2 separate regions of the Cricetulus griseus genome follow, and region 2 is linked to region 1. A link is a contact called in public Hi-C data. All regions are on one chromosome and are shown on one strand. Each heading gives the region's core, a stretch centred on a gene start, on an enhancer-like site or on the middle of the called end of the contact. The rest is flanking DNA. Distances are from core to core; before and after follow the strand shown. Region 1 has its middle 16 kb from the start of Olfml2b. Region 2 has its middle 16 kb from the start of Spata46.

Region 1 (3,630 bases), core at 726-3,225:
CAATCTCCTTGAGGCTTTTTTTATTTAACTTTTTTATGGTGAATGTTAAGACAGTTCCCCTTAGAGATACTGGTGGGATTTATTCTCTCTCACCATCAACCAATTCTGACATCAACCAGTGGCCCGTAATTTAACCCTAACAACTCAGGGTTTGCATCAGACTCTATAGTTCGTGGCCTTTAGTCCCACGATATTGCACTTGCTTTATGCTCCTGTCTTTATCATCAGATATTCACAGTTCATCTCTCAGCTACCTAACTGAGGGTTCCCTAGCCACCTACCTTCCATTTATGACTTGCTAAAGGGACCTGAGAAACTCACAGAAGTGCTTTGCTGACATCATGAGGAAAGAAATGCCTTATGGGAGCAACACGCAGGGCAAGGCATGTGGGGTGTCATGCTTTCATACCCTCTCCAGGAGTGTGAACCCCAGCATATCAATGTGTTCAACAACCTGGAAACAAGATGGCTAGGGACCACCACAAAGGGAAAACTGCAAAACTCATTATAAGCATGATTTCACCAGCATTGTCTTAAAACACAGATGAGGCCATAAGGCCATAACATTTACAGATCAGGAATGCCTCTTCCACCGTGCAGACACCATGACTATACAAGTGACAGACAGGCAAGGGGACTCATTACCAAGGAAAAAAAAAAAAAACGGCATCCCGTAAAATGTCCTTGGTAAGCCCCACAATCAGCTCAGATGACAGATGATCTGTCAGAACAAACCCACAGCATTCATTCAGGCATCTTTTGTTTTGTTTTGTCTTGTTTGACACAGTTCTCATTACATAGCCCTAGCTGGCAAGGAACTTGTGTCAATCCAATCCTCTGCCTCCCCAGTGTTGGGGTCACAGGTGTGAGCCACCATGCTCAGCTGAATTTGCTCTTAGTTGACTTATAAATCACTAATTTTGGAGGTCACTCAGACGATCAATCCATTGCCAGCTTCCCACCAGCTTCTTGCTGTTAACACCTCTGATGCATGGTTGGAACAATTGCTACAATATTTAGCAAAACATAAAGGCTGCCTTTGCTAAAAACACTGGCTCTTCATGACAGCTTGAAGATGAATGAATAAAATGGGATAAAATGCTTAACATCTCTGTCTTCATATTGTGTCTGTTCCCTTCCTATCTTAATCTTTAGGTTCTACTCAGGTCTGCATGTAGACAGACATTGACCATTTCAAAATTAACTTACAAAAGTCAGTAGCTTCCTATATACAAATTACAAACATACTGACAGAGAAATCAGGAAGGAGCATCTTTCATAATAGTCTCAAAAAAAAAAAAAAACTTGGGATGGCTCTAACCAAGCAAGTGAAAGACTTGTACGTATAATAAAACTTTAAGACCCCTAAGGAAGAAATTGAAGAAGACAGTAGAAGATGGAAAGATCACCCATGGTTATGGATCAGTAGGATTAATATTGTGAAAATGGCCATCTTACCAAAATCGATGTACAGATTCAGTATACTCTCCATCAAAAATCACAATTCTTCACAGAAATTGAAAACTAAAAACTTCAACTTCACATAGAAACACACACACGCACACACACACACACACACACACACACACACACACGAAACAAAACAAACAAAAAACCCAGGATAACTAAAACAGTCCTAAATAACCAAAGAACTGCTGGATGATGATCCAGATTTAAAGTTATGTTACAGAGATACTATCATGAAACAGCATAGTATTGGCATAAAAACAGATGTGTTGATCAACGGAACCGCATTGAAGACTCAGACATAAATCCAAACACCTATGGGCATCCAAGGTTTTACAAAGAAGCTAAAAATGCACACTGGAGAAAAGGAAAAAACCTTCAGTAAATGGTACTGGGCCAACTGAATGTCTGCAAGTAGGAGAATGCAAATAGATTTATACTTATCACCCTACACAAAACCCAGCTCCAAAGAGTCACATCATCCCTGACTAATGCTCTCTGAAAACAAAGCCTTGACTCATAGATGGAGAAGGATCCACTGAACCTAGGATTAGTCATAACATCTAGAGAGGTTATAGCAGGGGTGTAAGGATTAATTGAAAGTAACAACTCATACCAACATATGAAAATAAGAAGTGATTTGCTATTTTGTATATATTATAGATTTCATTAAAATATGTTATATAGTTTATATATAAAATAACAAAGGCTAACACTAGATTTACATATTTATTTTAAGTGCGGCGGTGGGGGAGAAGTCCCCAAGGCCTGGCATATCTCAGGCAAACGCTCTACCGCTGAGTTACCTTCCTAGTCCTCATGACTTTTAGTGAAGGAAATGGGGGGTGAGCAGGAATCTTTAGCCAAGTATTCCTAAGAGCTGAAGTCTATTCTAACACATTAGGATTCCCCCAGTCTCCGTGTCTCAGCTTAGCCAATGTTCTTCTCAGTGTCTCATGCCATTCTTGATCCTCAATGAGAACATTTTGGTTTGTTTGTTTGTTTGTTTGTTATTTGTTTTTTGAGACAGGGTTTCTCTATGTGGCTTTGGAAACTGTCCTGGAACTAGCTCTCGTAGACCCTGCTGGTCTTGATCTCACAGAGATCCGCAGGCCTCTGCCTCCCGAGTACTGGGATTAAAGTCACATTCGTGTGTGTGTGTGTGTGTGTGTGTGTGTGTGTGTGTGTGTGTGTGAGAGAGAGAGAGAGAGAGAGAGAGAGAGAGAGAGAGAGTAGGTATGCACATGTGAGTGTGCATGTGTGAGTGTGTATTTGTGAGTGTTTGTGTGAGTGTGTGTGTGTGAGTGTGTGTGTGTCTGTAGCTTAGAGGACAACTTGCAGGAATCGGCCCTCTCCTTTATCATGTGGTTCCCTGGCACTCAGGTCGCCAGGCTTGGAGGCAGGTGCCTGTCAGTTTATTTCTTACATATTGAACAGCTAGGCTAAAATTCATTTTATATTTTGCTAGTCAGGAGGATTGATTACCCTCATAGCCATGAAGAGCATGCAGCATTATTTGTGATATTCTGTGATGACATTTCCAGAAGACACTGGCATTTGGAACAACAAACTGAAGAAGTAAGACCAGTCCTCAGCCTGGATAGAGTAAACAGAGGAAGGGAGGAATTCTGATCGCTTCTAGAGCTGGGGCATCCACATTCTTTCTCTCTGATATCAGAGCCCCAGGCTCTCAGACCTTTGACTTCAAATTGAAAGTCATTGTTGGCTCCTGTGGCTCCAAGTCTTTGGACTTGGACTGAGCCGTGGTATGGATTTTATAGGTTCTTCACATTGCAGATGGCATATCCTGGGACAGCTCAGCCTCCATGACATGTGTTTATTCCCTGACAAACCCCTCTCATCCATCTAGCCTATTGATTTTGCTTCTCAGGAGAATCCCAACTAGTACAGATTTGGTACCAGGAGAGTTCTGGAGACTAGAACTATTAGGATGCATTTCTTGAGTTGGTTTTGTGGTTTTGGGAACTTACTTTCTAATCTCACTTGACTTTAAAATGCTAAGGACACCACTCTGAATTGTAAGACAAGTGCTGATACCCCATGGCCTGGGTTGCTTATAGAAAAACACAAAATTTTTGTGTAGAATACTGTCTTGGTCAATTTTTTATTCTTATACAGAATGTCACAGGTTGGATCATTTAG
Region 2 (3,630 bases), core at 482-2,981, 330 kb before region 1:
TTAAATTATTTTGCCAGTGTTGTCTCTTTGTTTTTGCAGTGATTTTTCCATTCTTCCCCCATAATGATTGACATTTCATTCTCATTGACATGATATCCTTTTTATTATTCTAATGCTCCTTTTGCAACTACAGACATACCTCCCTCATTATTCTATACTTTATTTCTATCTTTCTCTTTTATATTAATCAATTCTTAGTCCTTTCAAAACCCCAGTTTTGTTTTGTTGTTCTTTTTGCTTTTGCTACTGGTTTTAGATTGTTATTCTTTATTGACAAGTTTCCTCTCTATGGGAGCACCTAAATTGTCTTTGTTATTTGCTATTGTCTGATTTCCTTATTTATATATTTAATTTATTTATCTATCTTTCTATTCACTTATGTTTGTTTTGAGTCAGAGTCTTGTAGCTCTGGTTGGCCTGGTACTCATTATGTAGCCCAGGCTAGCCTCAGACTGGCAACTTAATTCTTTCTATTTACTCTCCTTCTGTTTTTCTTTCCGCCTCCTTTTCTGCTATTTATTGAGTAGATCAAGTTTATTTCTTTTCATCCGAAAGTGCTATTAGAGTGTTTTGGTTACACTTAACTCATTATGACTTATATTTCTGCTTTTCTCTACAATACGGTACATGTATGGATTGTTACAACTTAGAAAATTCTCATTTTCCGTATGACTATCACCAATTCCACATAGTTCTCTAGTAGTATCTAAAATGTAGCCCACTCATTTTGTATCCTTTATACAATAAACTTCAGAGCCAATTACCCATTCTTTTTTCTTGTGCCATCTCAAAGCACACAGTATCTTCTTGACTTTAATATTCTTGCTAATATTTTATTTTTATTAATAATTTATTTTATTCTTACTAATCCTTTTGTTTGCTGAAAAAGGATTCTTGTATCCTGGCAAATTTACAGTGCTCTCATTAAAGCTGATCTTTGAGCGGTGGAACCTTCTTTGGTCTTGAATGCTTTATAATGTCTTTTAGACTTTACACTTTTTTGACATTACGATAGTTGAACTAAATAGCAAATAGTAGATTAAAAGCTTACAATGTTTAGCAAAAATGCTAAGCCATTATCATCAGCCTCTTTAACTTTGTTCATGGCCATCTTACCGAGAAAACATGTGAACTGGATTCTCCTTCACAGCAAATTTTACCCTGGAAATTTAAAGAATGGTTTGTCTTTATGATCTTAAATTTCTAATTGTAAAGTGTTTTAAAAATATTCTTCCTCTCTGTTTTGTTTTTGTTTCAAATTCTAAATCATTTGATTCTCAGGATCTCAAACTTTTGGAGACCCTCAGTCTCTGTCAACAGGCCATTGTTACGTAGCTGAGGCTGCCCTGGAACTTTCTAGGTAGCTCAAGCTGGCCTCAAATTCCAGATTGCCTCATGCAGGCATTACAAGAGAACATGACCATCCCAGGTGCTGCACTTTTACTCAAAGATTTTCTTCCCTGTTACTTTCTCTCTCCATCTAAAAAGTCTAGTTAGGAAGTGTCATCACCTTTATTTCCCCCCCCCCAAATTTCTTATCTTATGTGAAAACAAACGAACTTAGCATAAATGCAAGCAACTCTAGGCAGAGGGCAGCATTTATTAATGCCATATTTGTCATGGAACGGATGAAATGCTGCAATCCTAAATCGATCCACAAGGGGTCAGCCAGCCATCAAGAAAACGAATGTCATGAGGAGTTTTGTTTTGTTTTGTTTGTCGTGTCAAGCACTGTTGAGTAACCATGGTAGCTGCAAAACCGGAACGATTTCTTTGGCAGGTATTTGCCAAGCAGAACTCAGCACTTAGTTAAATAACTCCAGGGTCGATAACCAGATAAGTGCCTAAGCACCCCTGCCTCTTGATTCCTGCCACTCTTCTGCAACTGGAAGCACTTGCATTTCAGAGTGGATCCTTACTAACGCCCTTAAGAATAAATGTTTTGGGGCTGGAGAGATGGCTCAGTAGTTGAGAGCACTGGCTGCTCTTCCAGAGGACCAGGTTCAATTCCCAGCAACCACATGGCAGCTCACAATTGCCTGTAACTCCTCTGTTGCAGGGCATCCAGCACCCTCACAGAGATATACGTGCAGGCAGAACAGCAATGCACATAAAATACAAATATTATTTTTTAAAGAATGAATGTTTTGGGGAGACTAACACTAGCTATGTTACTGACGGACATGGACTGTGATCTGAGATACCTAGAAAACAAGGATAAGGACTCTTACTGCAAAAGGTTACTGTGGGGATTGCCTAAGACTCCTTCCTGGCACTGTTTTAAAATGCAGTCTGCTGTTTCCTCCTCTGGAAAGTGAGGGGCAGAGGAGAGGGTCTCTAAATTCCCATTCTGAATGAATACCCAGCGTTCAGGGAAATTGCATTTAAAGTTGGAGAAGGTCAAACTAAAAAAAGATTTTTCGGGGCCATGACTAGTTCTCGAACTTGTTTAGTAGCTGGTGCGATGAAGCACACAGAGCTGTGGGTGGCAGGGAAGGGGAGCCATCCCCAGTCTGAAAATGTAGACCTTTGAGGCTCATTCTGCTTTTCATCAGTTGTAAGGTCCATGCCTCCCCACCCCCACACCCTGCCCTCTTGGTGCTGTTGAAATACCTCCTTTCAAGACATGAGAATTAATGGGCTCATGTGTGTGGCTTTTGCAGAACATAGTAAAAGACTATGTGTCTGAAAAACGGGCTTACTAAGATTGCCTGTTTAGTGTTTCTGAGAAAAGCAAACCAGATAATGTGTGCAAACTGATAAGGATAATAGCCGGACTACACAGAAGCTTTGGCGAATACCATTAGGCTCCCATGAATGCCTAGAGTGGCAAAGGGGAGTATAAGAGCTCCGGGGTGCAAGCATCCATCTGGCATCAGCAGTGCTTAGCATTCCTGCATTAGACTGAGTATCAGCATAGTCCCCTATGCAGTGACTAACAAGGCCCAGAAAAGTTGCCCCAGACAGATGCACTGAGAAAGACAGCCTAAAGCTGCAGCATGGGTCTATTCTAAACCCAGGTAAGCTTGTCTATCTGCGCCACACAAAGCAAGTTACAAGTTTCTTGAGTTCAGTTCCCTTCAAGCACGTCTTTCCCAAGTCCCTGCAACCTGCCAGGTTCTGTGTGGGCACCGAGGAGTTATATATGAATGTGGAATGGCCCCTTGCCTCCAAGTGCTTAGAGACTTGCAGACACAGAAGTCTGCACTGCTCTGCAAACCACACGGGGGACACATGATCAAAACTGTGGGGTCCTGTGGGAGAGTAGAGGCGGTGAGGTAGCATGTGTTGTGGTTTGACTGTAAATAATCCCTGTGCTTAAATACTTGGTCCTCAGCTGTTGGCACTATTTGGGAAGGTAAATCTCAGCTTGGCATGAACTATGCATGATTTCACATTCAAGGTGTAACAGGGTGGGGTCAGGGCAGGAAGCCTAGAGGAAGGGAAAAGCACCAGGGGAGATGAGAAGGATGAATTACCACAGCCTGAGCAGATCAGAGGAATGGCCAGTGTAAGGTTAGATGAGGCAGCTGTGGTGGTGAGTGCCTTATAACCCTTGGGAGGACAAAGCAGGAGAATTGCAAGTTCAAGCCTAGCCTAGGCTATGTAGTGAAGCCCCCTCTCAAAAAA

The links. Hi-C and Micro-C count contacts between places; a contact is called where the count stands out from the background.
Region 2: a Hi-C map of liver shows a contact between it and region 1, with 4 times the contacts expected there. The contact joins two enhancer-like sites. A contact is called at or near these places in 7 of 8 Hi-C or Micro-C datasets (the CHK-Q cell line, the CHL-YN cell line, the CHO-K1 cell line and 3 more).

Annotation. Positions count from the first base shown.
Region 1 is chr5:22,207,991-22,211,620 of CriGri-PICRH-1.0, reverse strand. No RefSeq gene overlaps it. Among named protein-coding and RNA genes, the nearest start is that of Olfml2b, 16 kb to the right of the region's middle. Within about 2 kb of position 1,975, at least 2 of the 6 cell types and tissues checked have open chromatin away from gene starts, as enhancers often do.
Region 2 is chr5:22,534,707-22,538,336 of CriGri-PICRH-1.0, reverse strand. No RefSeq gene overlaps it. Among named protein-coding and RNA genes, the nearest start is that of Spata46, 16 kb to the right of the region's middle. Within about 2 kb of position 1,731, at least 1 of the 6 cell types and tissues checked has open chromatin away from gene starts, as enhancers often do.